2 separate regions of the Mus musculus genome follow, and region 1 is linked to region 2. A link is a contact called in public Hi-C data. All regions are on one chromosome and are shown on one strand. The core of a region is the stretch at or near the end of the contact, and the rest is flanking DNA. Distances in the headings are between cores, read along the strand shown. Region 1 overlaps Rcor1 (REST corepressor 1). Region 2 overlaps Tecpr2 (tectonin beta-propeller repeat containing 2).

Evidence for each region. A called contact is a pair of places that touch in the nucleus more often than the background predicts.
Region 1: a Hi-C map of cerebral cortex shows a contact between it and region 2, with 2.2 times the contacts expected there. The contact joins two enhancer-like sites. A contact is called at or near these places in 1 of 15 datasets of contacts at CTCF or cohesin (large pre-B cells) and 18 of 484 Hi-C or Micro-C datasets (the AtT-20 cell line, the G1E-ER4 cell line, the HL-1 cell line and 13 more).

Annotation. Positions count from the first base shown.
Region 1 is chr12:111,084,990-111,091,859 of GRCm38.p6, forward strand. The region is part of intron 3 of Rcor1 (REST corepressor 1); the gene reads left to right. Among named protein-coding and RNA genes, the nearest start is that of Rcor1, 49 kb to the left of the region's middle. Within about 2 kb of position 3,467, at least 112 of the 459 cell types and tissues checked have an H3K27ac peak or open chromatin away from gene starts, as enhancers often do. A contact at or near this core is called in the G1E-ER4 cell line, bone marrow-derived macrophages, cerebral cortex and 2 more, where this site is marked.
Region 2 is chr12:110,932,242-110,939,440 of GRCm38.p6, forward strand. It overlaps Tecpr2 (tectonin beta-propeller repeat containing 2), which reads left to right. Exons shown (of 20, transcript NM_001289510.1): 9 at 376-1,391; 10 at 4,035-4,218; 11 at 5,950-6,123. Among named protein-coding and RNA genes, the nearest start is that of Ankrd9, 43 kb to the right of the region's middle. Within about 2 kb of position 4,675, at least 56 of the 459 cell types and tissues checked have an H3K27ac peak or open chromatin away from gene starts, as enhancers often do. A contact at or near this core is called in the G1E-ER4 cell line, bone marrow-derived macrophages, cerebral cortex and 2 more, where this site is marked.

The sequences.
Region 1 (6,870 bases), core at 2,217-4,716, 150 kb after region 2:
ATATAGCCCTGTGTGTAGTAGGTTCGTATACCAACTGGGTATGTGAAAATATACTCTGGTGTTTACAGAATGACAGGATAGATTAATGACATACTTAGAGTCTACCTCAAAAACAGAAGAAGAAACACATGATTGAGTATATTTTTTTCAAAGATTTATTTATTTATTTATTTATTTATTTATTTAATGCATGTGAGTACACTGTGGCTACCTTCAGACACACCAGAAGGGTGCATCAAATCCCATTACAAATGGTTGTGAGCTACCACATGGTTGCTGGGAATTGAACTCACGACCTCTGGAAGAACAGTCATTGCTCTTAATCACTGAGCCATCTTTCCAGCCCTGTATGTATGTATGTATGTGTGTGTGTGTGTGTGTATATATATATATATATATGTGTGTGTGTGTGTGTGTGTGTGTGTGTGTGTGTGTATGTATATGTATATATGTGTGTGTGTATATGTATATATATATATTTTTTTTTAAGGCTAAATAGAATCCATAGGTTAAGGAGCAAATAAGTCATTTCTATTTTAAAGGGGGAAACGGTTGTGAGGGCAAGTTTTAGGTACACAGCTACATTAAGCAGAAAGCAGAGAATAGCCATGTACACCCAAGAGAGCTTGCCTTGCTATGAAGACCTTGCACCTGCAGAGTTGGTGCATCTGTGTAGGGCATCACCACCTTCAGAGCGTGTGGGATGCAGAGCCCACTGCTTTGCTCTGACATCTCCAAGTGTGGCTTTAGTCTGCTAGGAAGCTGCCCTGTGGGTGATGGAATGTACCTACTCCTGGTCCCTAATACGTGCTGTATGAAGAGCTGGGCTAAAATGGAGTGCCTGAAGCTGTCTTCCATGCTGGGCTGCTTTTGCCTGTCAGTGTGTCCCCCCAATCCACCCTCTACATTTGCTTCTCGGCTGCCTCGATAGAATTTGCTTGTCCTTCCTGTCAACAGAGGGGAGTTGCTTTAAGTTTTTACAACAAACATTACTACAGAAACATTCTTTGACCTATTTTTGTGTCTCATCTGCTCAGCTAAAAGTCAGTGCCAAATAATTTTCTAAAGTGGTGAGACTAGTTTACTGTTGCTACCAGAAGAGGATAGAGGGATTTGCTCATGATCCTCTGCGTTACCGCTGGATTTGGATTACGTACTGTAGACAGCCTAGCGGGTGTAACATCCGTTGCTCTTACCCAGGAGTTTTGCTGCTTTTCTTAGGTGTGATAATGACTCTCTGTTTACACTTAAAAAAAAATGCATATGTAAGGATGAAATTAACTGGGATGTACTTTAAATTTGTCAACTATAATGCAATAACTAGCCAGATTGGATTGTGGACAGAGAATAAAGCACTGTTGAAGAATTTAATATACTTTTTTATGATTACATAAAGGACATCTCAGTGTTTAAGAGATTAGACCATAATATGTAAAAAGTTACTGTCAAATGGGTTTGGGGGAAGTACATTACTTACAGACAAGTTTATTTTCATTATTAAAAGTCATTGATAATCCTTCAGCCTACCATATGGATGTTTTTGTTTGGGGAGATTTTGGGGCTCACACATCCTGTGTGTGCATTCTGTGGATACCGTCACATTAGCTCTAAACCAAGTTCCATCCTCAAATACTTATGGGTTTTGTGGGTTTTGTTGTTAATTGTTGTTTTCTAGTCTCCTTCCTATAAATAGCACTTGAGTAGGTTAAAGCATGCTGAAACCCTCACAGGGAAGGACTTCTTTCTTTCTGCAGAGCAGGCTGCCTATATAAGTAATTTAAGACGATTGTAATTAATTGTTTGAGTTACTTCTCTTTTCAACTGTAAGGAGAATTCCACAAGGGCCCAAATAGCTACAGGGAGTAGCACTAGCCATAAAGTAGATCTAAGAAGTCTGTTGGAGGATGGATTCTGATACATACAATAGATAATTTACTATAGACTATCCTGCTGCAGCCTGTGCTGCAAGCTGTTGAAGAGCCTGTTTCTCCAGCAGTGTCCACAGTGTCTGTGCTGAATGAAGAGTAGCTTCACACAAGGTTGCAGCATTGAAAGTGGTAGGATTTGTAAGTCCCCTTGGCCCCCTTCAACATATTCTTAACTTTGTCCCCCATGCCCAGAAGGATCAGGCATAGAGAGGAAGTGACTTGGGTGAAGCAGGTCAGCTTCCTGTAGTATACAGCTTGCTTCACTGCTAGGCCTACAAATACAGGGTTAGACAGGTAAACCACTCAAGGCACTGGGATTCAGAGATGGAAACAGCTTTCCGATTGCCACTATCCTGCCTGCCTAAGACCTAGTTGAAGGTGGCCTTGAAATGAGTCATTTGTAAGGCAGTCTCTAGTCATTAAAAGGAAGTTTGGGGCATGAATGAAATAAATATATCAGGAGCCTGGCAGTGGTGGTACACACCTTTAATCCCAATACTCTGAAAAGCCTGGTCTATAGAGCTCAGTTTCTGGTCAGCCAAAGCTACACAGAGAAACCCTGTCTCGAAAAGCCAACAAACAAAAATACAAATATACGTTAGGCACTGAAGGTGTTGCCTAGAGGCAGAAAATTGATTTAACATAGGAAAGGCCTAGATTTGTTTCTCAGGACTGAGAAAAGAAACATAAAAGGGATTGTGTTCAGTAGGAGAGCACTTGCCTGTCATGGATGGAAGGAACTTCAGGTGTGATTTCTAGCACTGCAAAAAAGAAATGTTGTGACAGAGTTGATTTGATAATTGTTTACACGTGTGTATCTTAAATGTTTTCCTAATACTCTATGAAGGACTGACGAAGAGTCTCATCCTTGTTCTGTAGTCGAGCAAAGGAGTTCAGCTAGCAGTTTCTCAGGAGAAGCCAAGGCTGCTTTCTTTCCATTCTGCTCAAGAATAGAGAGATGACGCACTGTCTTAGTCTATGCCGCCCTCTACCCCACCCTCCCTATTAAAGCCAGGCAGATCTTGAGTCTTTGAATTATTTCGTGCACAGCCAAGTACACACAGTTAATAAGGTTGCTGTGAGTGTTCAGCTCCCTGCTTAGGGACAGGTCTGGAAGAGTTGAAGGGATGTGTGTGTGTCTGACTATTTTGAGACAGGGTCTCACCATGTAGCTCTGGCTGGTCCGGAATTCACAGTGACGTCCAAACTGGCCGCATAGAGACTCACCTGCCTCCTGAGGGCTGAGGGTAAAGGTGTGCCTGGTCTGCTCACTCTTACACTGATATGCAAATGTGAGTTCTGGAAAAGAGGACAGAATTATCCAGTTACAGAGAAGTACACTTAAGACCTGAAGAGAACTTAGCCTCCTGCGCTGTGCGCTGGGATGGAGCAGTCATCTCTTGTCTCTCCATGGTGGTCTTCACTGGTGGCTGGGGAATGGGCACGCACGCAGTGGGAATAGTAACAAACAGCATAGTTATCTTGTTTCTGACTTGCCTTCTCTTGTTCCTTCAAGATAGTCAGGGTTCAGATGTTGGCTGTAGTAATGTCTTTGTCCACCAGGTGGCAGAACTGTTGTACGTAAATGTTCCTTTTGCTTCTATGTGAGTCTTAGGGATAACTTCTTTCATAATAATAAAAGGAAATGCCATGGTCTTTTTTTTTTTATCATACTCCATTGTTCTGGGGATTGAACCCAGAACCTTGTGCACACCAGGCATAACGCTCTACTGAGCAGCATCTCCAATCTTGTTATTACATTCTTTAGAAATGTTTGGCAGTCTCAATTTTAAGCCATGACAGAAATTACTGTAGTGTTTCCTTTGCAGTACCTAGTGCCACTGCAAACCGTTATAGTCTTTTTCTAAGCTCCATTAAGACCATAAGCTTTGTCCTCAGCCTGCCTTATGGTCTGAGCCTCCTACTCTGTAACCGACTCAGGATGACAGTTTCTGAATCTGCAGTGTCTGGGGGAGGGAAGGGTGAATTGGTTACCATAGCAGCTTTCATCTGTTCTTTCTTTTGCAATTGAATTTGAAACTCTTGCTACTCTAAGGACTTTGTTTCATTGGGTTAAAAATATTAACATAGAAACAAAGCGCAAGCCAAGGCATATTTTGTTACTTGCCTTTGGCCTCTATCACATTCCTTTGATCATGCTGTATTTTACTCTGTTCAAGCTACACCAAATAGTGAGTGAGTACTGCAACCCTAAAAAGCCATGGATTAATACAGTCTCTGTTTTATGATCACAGTGGTGCAGATCTGTCACCATCAGAGTTAATATCAGGTGGTTCTCCAGGCCTGTTTGGATATAATTGTCAAGTAAACAGCCCTGCACTGCGCCATGGTGGTGATGTCAGCGCAGACGGAGTCTGCCCAGTGCTGAGTCTGAGGCTTCTGACCTGCAGGCGGGTGTCAGTGGGAGTAGTCAGTCAGCGACAGGCCTCTCCTCTCCCAAGCGTGGGCAGGATGCCCTGGGGACAGAGCCACTGTGCTGCTGCTTAAGCTGTGTGACCTCTGTGGACCTCCTGCCTTGGTCCCCAAGAGGTTCTGCACAGGACCCCTCAGCCCCTTACAGAGACAGACACGGACTCTCCCCTGGAGAGATCCTCAGGGGACTTGTGTTTCTCCTGAGCCATTTCATTTCCTTTAAGCTCCTGTAAGCTTTTGTTCTTATGAGAGCAGAGTTGATTTTCTTAGGCGGAAAGTTTATTTTCATGGAAGGGCTTTTAACCATGAGGGAGTTTTTAGCTAATGCATATCTCCCATTTCATCGCTTGTACCAAATGCTGTCCTGTGCAAAGTAGGGTGGGGGGTAGGTGTCCACCTCTCTCAGAAAATCAGAGAAGTGAGGACCAGGTAGTGTAGCAGAGAGGCCTACCAAAATTAGTATTTGTGTAACTAACTCCGAAGAACATTTCAAGAAAAGCAAGAAGAGTGGATGCCCGTGGCTGATGTTCCCAGTTAGGCGACCGAGCTCTGCTGGGGACAGTGGACACTCAGTGTTCAAAACAAATTACAGTTGGGGTCTCTGGGTTTAAGACGAGCCTGGCCTACATACATAGCAAGTTCTAGGACATCCAGGGCTACGTAGAGAGACACTGTCACAAACAAATAGATGAAAAAGGAAAGGAAAGGAAAGGAAAGGAAAGGAAAGGAAAGGAAAGGAAAGGCAAGGCAAGGCAAGGCTAGGTTGGTGGACATGAGAGCGGAGCAACTCTGTCTTCATGGTAGCTGGCATTGGCTGGTTTGGGAAACTTGGCTGCTCTCTAGGCACACTACCTTGAACAACTGCACTTTAGTTTTAATTATTTAAATTTTGGGTGTGTATATTCACACTGTTGCAGGTGTAGAGGTCAGAGGGAAGCTTGCTGCATTGACCCTCTCCTTGTTCCAGGGTTCATGTGTGTGTGAGGACTGGCAATGAGTGCTTCTTTTTACCTCAAAGCCACCTTGCCAGACCACATTTTAATTTTTTAAAGCCCAGTCCTTTGGGTCACAGTCTTGAAGGTAAATCCAAAATGATAGTAACCGAAATTTTTATTAAATAGTAGAAACCTATAAGTTGCTATAGCGAAGCACTAAAAGCATTGCCACAAGTTCAAGGTCAGTCTTGACTTTTTTTGCGCAGTAAATAGAGGCAGAGCTTGGATTGGATCCTGACCCTTCATGAACATAGCTGGCCTGTGCTGTCTCTACTTTTGGGGGCAGATACCACCATCATTGACTTAGCAAACTGTCTTACCTTTGTTGTTTTTCTGTCTCTGTCTTCAGACACAGCAGAAGAGGGCATCAGACCCCATTACAGATGGTTGTGAGCCACCATGTGGTTGCTGGGAATTGAACTCGGGACCTGGAAGAGCTGACTCTTAACCTCTGAGCCTTCTCTCCAGCCCTTTTGATGAGTTATTTTTTTAGATTTATTTATTTTACTTTATGTGTATAAATGTTTGTCCACCTAAGTGTATTTGTGCCCTTTGGACCCTTAGAACTGGAGTTAGGGATAATTGTCAGTTGCTGTGTGGGTGCTGGGACTTGGCCCTGAGTCCTGCAGGAGCAGCCAGTGCTCTGGCCTGCTGGACTGTTGCTCCTGCCACTTCTTTATTTTTTGATTGGATCTCACTGTGTAGGCTTGAGTGGCCTAGATTTCAGAGATCCACCTCCCTAGTACTGGGACCAAAGTTCTAGCTCAGGGAGTTGTGTAAGTGCTGTCTTCAGAACAGGACCTCAGGAACCTTGGGAACAGTGTTGAGTTGTTTGAGGTTCTCATGGGGCCCCTTTGACCCACAATGCGACAGGACTTAATCCATTCCTGGCAGTGGAGACTTCATTAGGTGACAAGTGATGTCCATCCTGGGGTCTGTCTCCCTGTTATTCCATGTATATATTTTAAGGAGCTTCTATTGTATTAGGTGTCTATACAACCCCTTAAATGGGCCCTAGTTTTAGCTGTCCGTCCCTGTATTTCCTCCCCTCTTCCCCATCCCTCCCCTTTCCTGCTTGATCCTCTTCCAGTCCATCCCTTATTCGTCTGTGACTGTGTATTCCATTTCCCGTCTTAGGGTGACTCAGCACAGCCCGCTCATCCCCTGTTCTACACAGATCTTCTGTGGCAACATGGATTGTAGCTTACTTATAGTTACTTATAGCTGACACCAACACATGTCATATTTGTCTTTCTGGGTCTGGGGTACCTCACTTAGGATGATTTTTTTCTAGCTTCATACATTTACCTGTGAATTTCATGATTTCATTTTTTTATAAACAACTGAGTGATATTCCACTGTGTAAATATACCACGTTTTCTTCATTCATTCACAGACAGACATCTAGGTTGTACCTTGCTATTATGAATAGAGCAGCAATGAGCACGGTTGAGCAACTGTCCTTGTAGTAGGATGAAGCCTTCTTTGGGTATATCTTAGAGTGGTATAGTTGC
Region 2 (7,199 bases), core at 3,425-5,924:
AAAGGTTGGCCTCTAATCCATACGCGTCATTCCTATTCCAACTTCTGAGCATTGCACTAATGAAATTCGGTGTCTAGTGAAATGTCCATTTCACTGGACATTGTTGTACTAAGATCATTTTTACTTAACAGGTTTTTTCTTTTTCTTCTTCTTCTTTTTATGGGGGTGTGAGAGCAGAGTCTCACCAAATGGCTGAGGCTAGTCTGGAACTTACTGTGTAGCTCAGACCGGCTCTAAACTCATGAGCTTCCTGTTTCTACTTCCCAAATTCTGGAGCTAGAAAGATTAATTTTTTCTTGAGCCAAATGCTTTTTCAGTACTCTCGTTGTGTGTGTAGAGTCATGCCTTACTGTGAATGTTCTCATTTTAAATCAGAAGGTGGAAGCAAGAGCACCTGCCCCAGTTCCCTCGAGTCAACCCCCTGCTCCGAGCTCCCTGCCGACAGCCCCCAGTCCCTGAACACAGACCTCTTGTCCATGACCTCAAGTGCTCTGGGCAGTAGTATGGATCAGCTAAGCACAGAATCTCCAGAGCAGGAGAGCAACCTCGGGGGTGAGGTGAATGGAATCTCACAGGAAAACAGTGGTCCTGAAGCGTTCCATGTCCTAGAGCTGCCTGGCCCTGCCCCTGGCCCTGCCTCTACCCCCACGGATGAAGAAAACTGCACTGGGAAGGAAGCGTCCCAGTGTAGCCACACACAGGACACAGACCTGCTCAGTGGAGTGCTGACTTTACCCTTGCAGCCAGAGGAGGATGTGGGAGGTGCTGACATCATCTCAGGCCTTGATGAGCAGCCTGGTCCTGCTGCTGATGCAGCAGTACATACAGAGTTCTGCCTGCGGGGACAGAACAGCTCTGCTGAGGAGCAGGAGGCAGACACCATGGAGTTCAGTGACCCCCAGAGCACGTTTTCTGAAGCTCCTCTTCTGGACTCAAGTATGCTGCCTTCCAGCCTCAGCTGGCCCCCAGGTGCTGAGCAGTGGCTGCCTGGGATTGGAGTGTATGACATCACCACCGAGACGGCCAGCCCAGAAGCAGACATCCTGACCCATGTGGCGGTCCCTAGCCACCTGAGCTCAAATCCTTGGCATTTACTAACTGACAGTAACACAGGTCAGAAGGAAACACCCACTTTTCAATGTGACATGGGAAATGTGGAAGGACAGGTGACTCCTCTTGCCTCTGCCTCAGTGGCCAGCACCCATGCACATTGGCTGGACCAACCTTTCCAGGATCAGGCAGTGACATCCAGTGATGAGGAAGACATTTATGCCCACGGACTCCCATCTTCATCCTCAGAGACAAGTGTCACAGAGCTTGGAGCTGGTCGCTCTCTGCAGGACCTGAGCCAACCAGGTGCTGAGGAAACCACCCTGCTCAAGGCAGATCAGGTCTGTGTGCTGATGCAGGAAACATAACTAGTGTGGTGGCCATGGCAGCTGCTGCTTTTCCTTTAAAGAGCATGCATGGCAGACTCAACCATTTTCCTTCTTATGGAAATTGTAGTACAGCACAATCGCAGCTTTGAAGTCTGGGTTTGGGGGAATTTCCAATTCAGACACTCTGAATCATTTGAACTATATTACTTCTGATCCGGCTCAGTTAACCTCCTACCAACAAAAGTGTAATCTTTCAAGGCCACAGCAGTATGGGCCCTTAAGGTAGCCTGAGGTCATTGGAACACCACTGTGCAGAGGACTGTTTGCTCTGAGCACGTATGTGATGTATAGTTCCTGCCTTCCCCATAGTCCATTCACTCGTAGGTACATCAGTGTGAACTGGGGACCTCTCTAGAAATGCTGCTTCTGCAGTGTCCTCATAGAGCCCAGGACACACTGCAGAGGGAAGCCCCAGTCTGCTGTGGGGCCTCTTGACCAGTGCAATTTATTGTTCTTGGGAGTTTTATATTTAAAATTACTTTTAAAAACAGGGTTTCTAACTCATTCTGTGCACCACACTGACCTTGAATTCAGAATTCCACCTGCCTCTGCCTTCTGAGTGCTGGCATCAAAGTCTCGTGCCACTACGCCCAGCCCTAAAAATGATGTTTAAGTACTGATTTTCTTTGGCATAGCAAATATGTTTGGCTTCAGAGCTAGCCGTGTACCAGCACATTCCCTAGGAGCTGATGTGAGGCCCACTCCTGCATCATCAGAGCTGAGAGCACGACGCTTACCAGCTTGCACCATGTGCAGCTCCGGGCTGAGCACTTCACACACTTAAATCACTTCTGTAAAAACAAACTAGGGGGGCTGGAGAGATGGCTCAGCAGGTGAGAGCACTTAGGTCAGAGCACTGACTAGTCTTCCAGGGGTCCTTCCTGAGGTCAATTCCCAGCAACCACATGGTGCTCACAGCCATCTGTGATGGGATCCGATGCCCTCTTCTGGGGTGTCTGAGGACAGTGGCAGTGTACTCATAAGTAAATCAATCTGTAAAAAAAAAAAAACCCAAAAAACAAAAAAAAAACAAACAAAATAGGACCCAGGTTTAGTTGCCCCGTTGTATGGAGGAGGAAGTTGAGCCTCAGAATGGTAAAGTAGTGCATGCACCGGATCACGCTACAAGTGAAGTCAGGGTAGCCCAGGACTTCCCCGTCTCTGTGTTCTATCTTAGAAGTGAATGTACAGAACTTGGCGGCTTGTTCTGCATCCTGTGTTCATCTTTTCAGTGCACTGCTTCCTAAGTGCTCTTAACTGACAGTGTATGTGTCCATGCTGGGAGCTCACTGCAAGTGGCAGCTAGCTGTCACTATGGGAAGAGCTATGGGAAACCACAGCAGTGTGGTCACCTGATATAGAGTGTTAGTTGGCAGATCACATCTGTTGGTATATCTTAGAACTTTAGCTTAAGAAAGCCCTCGCCCATGGAAAAGGATCCTGGAGCTCTGAAGTTATCTACCAAGCTTTGCTGTACCTGGTCTTGCTCCAAATAGCAGAAAAGCTGAGAAATGTTGGGTTGTTTGTTTGTTTTATAGGACAAGGGCTAAGTGAAAAGTTTGCTATGGTGAACAAAGCCAGGTGGAGAAAAGGTAGAAACCATTCTCTTTCATAACACTAGCTTCCATATCAGGTATTTGTACAAGTGTGTCTAAAGTAAACCTTTTTTAGCTTTGACTTTTAAACAAATCCTAGCACCATGGGACCAGCATGACAGGTCAGTGGGTTAGGGCTGACACCAAGCTTGAGGACCTGAGTGCCGTCTCTAGGATCCATATGGTGGAAGGACAGAACCAGCTCTCACAAGTCTTCTGCCTGCCACACATGTGCTATGTATAAGGCACACTCGTGTGTGTGTGTGCATACACATGGTTACATTAGACAAGTAATACAAATGAAAAGAATAGCAACAAAGCTTTAGTGTGCAGAATTGAGACAGAATCTCATCCACACTTCCCCAGCTGTTCCCATACAGCAGGCCAGGAGTCCAGAGGTTAGCACAGGGCTTGAAAGACTGTAGTGTAGATAGTTGTGATGCTGTTCCCATAGGGTATCTGTCATAAGTTAAGTGTACAGAAAGATGATTTACATACATGTGTTGATGACCTTGTATAAAGTAAGGTCTCTTGATGTGATGTCATGTAGTCCTAAGCATTCATGGCCTGTATTCTGTGCAGGGCATGTGCACCAGGATAGCTATAAACATAGCCCAATTGTCAAATCATGAACTTACTTTAAATGTTATGCTTTCTGTTGCAGACTTTTTTGTGGGAGGGGTTGTATGGTTCTTGAGTGTGGACTTGCAAGGTGACAATGTCTTGTTTTGACGAGTGGTTGGTTACACCTTCGAGCATTACTTAGGAAGGGTATTATGCTGTGTGAAAGTGTTATCCAAGGATGCTATGGGATCTTCCACAAGGACCAGAACTCCTATTCCAGAATGTTTCTGGGACTGGATCCAAGGAGAGCGGGGTTAGGCAAGGCTTCTCAAGGATCCTTTGACGTCAGTATCCTGCCTACTTGCCTTGTTGGTAACAGTGTGATGAAGGCAGCCGTGTCCCCTGCACAGAACTCACTGGCCTCTGTCCTTGTTAGTTTGCAGAGAGCTGGATGGGCTACTCGGCTCCTGGCTATGGCATCCTCAGCTTGGCGGTCTCGGAAAAGTTTCTCTGGTGCCTGGACTACAAAGGTGGCCTGTTCTGCAGTCCCCTGCCTGGTGCAGGGCTGCGCTGGCAGAGGTTTGAAGATGCTGTCCAGCAGATGGCAGTCTCTCCCTCAGGTTTGCCTCCCAGCTCCTACTTCCCAACCCCCAACACAGCTCCCAGCTCCTAGGGCAGCTCTCCTTTGGCAACAGCAGTGTCAACAGATTGACCTTCCTGCCAGCTTAGCTGGGTACTGTTAAAGATCATGAATGCTTCCTTTGACACTGGTTAGGGTGATGGGTGTTCGGCATACTTGCTTGATTTTTTTGGTTTTTTATTTTATTAATTACAGAAATAACACAAGGAACATATTTTTGTAAGCTATACAAATAATTTGAGTTTTGAGGTTTTTTTTTTATTTTCTCCCCATGTTGGAACATTAAATCCTCATAAAAATAACATATTTCGGTTTGTCAGTGTTGCTCTAAAACAACTGAAGTAGTGAGGCCAGGCCAGGCCTGTAGGTGTGTGCTGGATGTTCCCTGACTGCAGTCGCAAAGGCCTCACACTTTTGTGCATTGTTTCGCATTTTAGTGAACCCAGGAGACTTATTTTGAATACAGTCTGTTAGGCTGAGATAACTCCCTCATCTATGGAGACTCGTGTACTTGTGGTTTTCTTTATTTCTGTTTGTTTTGGTTTTAGACATGGCTGTATAGCACAAGCTGACCTTGAATTCACTGTGGAGTTCTGGCTGGCCTCAGACTGGGTCCTCCTGCCTCAGCCTCCCAAGAGCTGGGCTTATAGGCATAACCCCACTATACTTCATTCGCATTTTCCTAATGCTAGATATGTGCTTATCTCTTTTGAAGCAGTGGGCATCGTGGAGGAGAAACAAAAGAAAGGGCATTCTTGTTAAAGTATTAGTTTATTAGTTGTTTGCTCACTTTCTTTCAGTTTGCTTGACACTTATTTTCCCCTGGAGACTGGGTGAGATAATAGCCCACTCCATTAGCTGGTGTTGTATAATTGTATATCTTCATTTTTTTCCTGTTTCTGTCACATACTTTTAAGCCCATCCTTCTAGCCATTTAGAAGTGTTGATTCTCTGCTGATTGTATTAATTACTTTTTATTTTTCCAACTATTCCTTGGCTGCTGTGGTTGGAGCTGTCTGTCTGTCTGTCTCTGTGAGATCATCTTTCTCAGCTGAGACCCACACATCTTTGGATGCCTCGGGCCCTGTGGTGTTGCAGGGCAGGGCTAGGGGAGAAGCTTGTACATGACTTCTCGGAGGCCTCCGGTAGCTCAGTGCATTCATTCTTTGGTATCCTCTCCTGGCCTAATGCCTTAGCCTCCACTCACAGTGCCTCTGGCCTGCTGCCCACCTTCCTCATTTCCTTTATCCATTCCTCAGAATTTTAAATGAAAACATGACTCACATACACATAAGTGATCCAAAAAAGGCCCTTCCCAAGGTCCCCAAAGTTAGTTTTGGGCACTAATTGTGCCTTATGTGTCAGTAGGCACGTACCTAATGAAATGTCAGCTCTCTCTCCCGACATGAGTGAGTGACTGCCTTGTGCCCACCCTGTGCTATGTGGTGCATCCCCTCTTACATCTAGCCTTTAGATCAGTTCTAAAAGGTGGAAATGACCCACCTTTCAGTTGAGAAAAGTGAGACTTAGATACATTCATATGTTGACAACATAGAGCTGGTGGGTTTAAACTCTGGCATGGTGGGCTCTTCCTGAGGTGGAAGCAACAAGATGTATTATAGAAAGCTGCCCCTCTCAGGGCTGAGAATGGAGTGTTTGTGTAGGGGAATCTCATGTTTGTTGAACAGTGAGTAGAGTTTTTTTCTCCTAGGGGCTCTTCTCTGGAAGATTGAACAGAAATCTAACCGTGCTTTTGCTTGTGGCAAAGTCACCATCAAGGGGAAGCGGCACTGGTACGAGGCTCTGCCCCAGGCTGTGTTTGTGGCCCTGAGTGATGACACAGCCTGGATCATCAGGACCAACGGAGATCTGTACCTTCAGACAGGTAGTCGAAGGCCATGTACATTGTCCTTGTCACTTGCTGAATCTGCAGCTAGACACATTCTGAGAGCAGTCACAGGATGCAGAGACCGAAAACCAAGTTAAGTGAGAACATTTCTAGAAGCACTGTTTCCCATGGAAGAGCAGTTGCCCCTGACACAGACTGGTCTGGGCAGGGATGAATAGGTGACTGAGTGCAGGGTAGGATGCCTCATGGGGCAGAGCCGGCCGTTCCTGCCGCTGCCCATACCCTGTGCATACCCTGGAGTATCCAGGCTGAAGAGGAAAGCAGGAGCAGTCATGACTTGACAGACATCTCCCTCTTTTCTCAGCTAGGTCACAGCCCAGCACCTGGACACATACTTACATGTGGATTGGGGGAAACAACAAGAAGTAACTTGCTGTAAATAGCAATTGACTTGTCCTAGGAAACTGCCCTTAGGGAAACCTTTAGCTGCTAGACCTGGCACAGTGGGACTCGTTTATTAAAAATACACTGTAATGAGTCAGTGTCTGTGTGCTGTCAGCAGGGGGAACTGTGTGCTGTCAGGGGGAAATGGCCTTGGGAGCAGGGGGCTCTGTCTGTGCTGTCAAGGGGCCATATGGATTTACATGAATATTGATCTAGTCATTTAATACTGATTCTGAGAACATGGCTTCATCTTTGGAGTGAGCTATCAGCCGGGAATGGTTCTCCACCTGGCTCTGTCTCAGTGTGGAGGTCATCACCTGGTCATCAGCACTGCCAACTTCATGGACATGTGTGGGGCTCTAGCCTTCAGCTTAGTTAATTCTCGTGTATTTCAGTGGAAGTTGGATGCTCTGATACACACATGCATATCTAGCTTCTAGGACATTTGACTTTGGTCATGGTAGGAAAGGGGGGATACTACACGTAAGGAAGGAGCAGGTGACCTCCAACCATGCTGTCAGAGCAGTGTCCACATCATCCTTACTCTTCCTGTCCTACTGAATTGGAATCAGTGGTTGGCACCGATTTGCAGAAGTCCTGTGGGCAAGTCCTCATAGTTGCAAACTCTGCTGGTACTCCTGTGATTATACTACTAGGACGTACTTGCT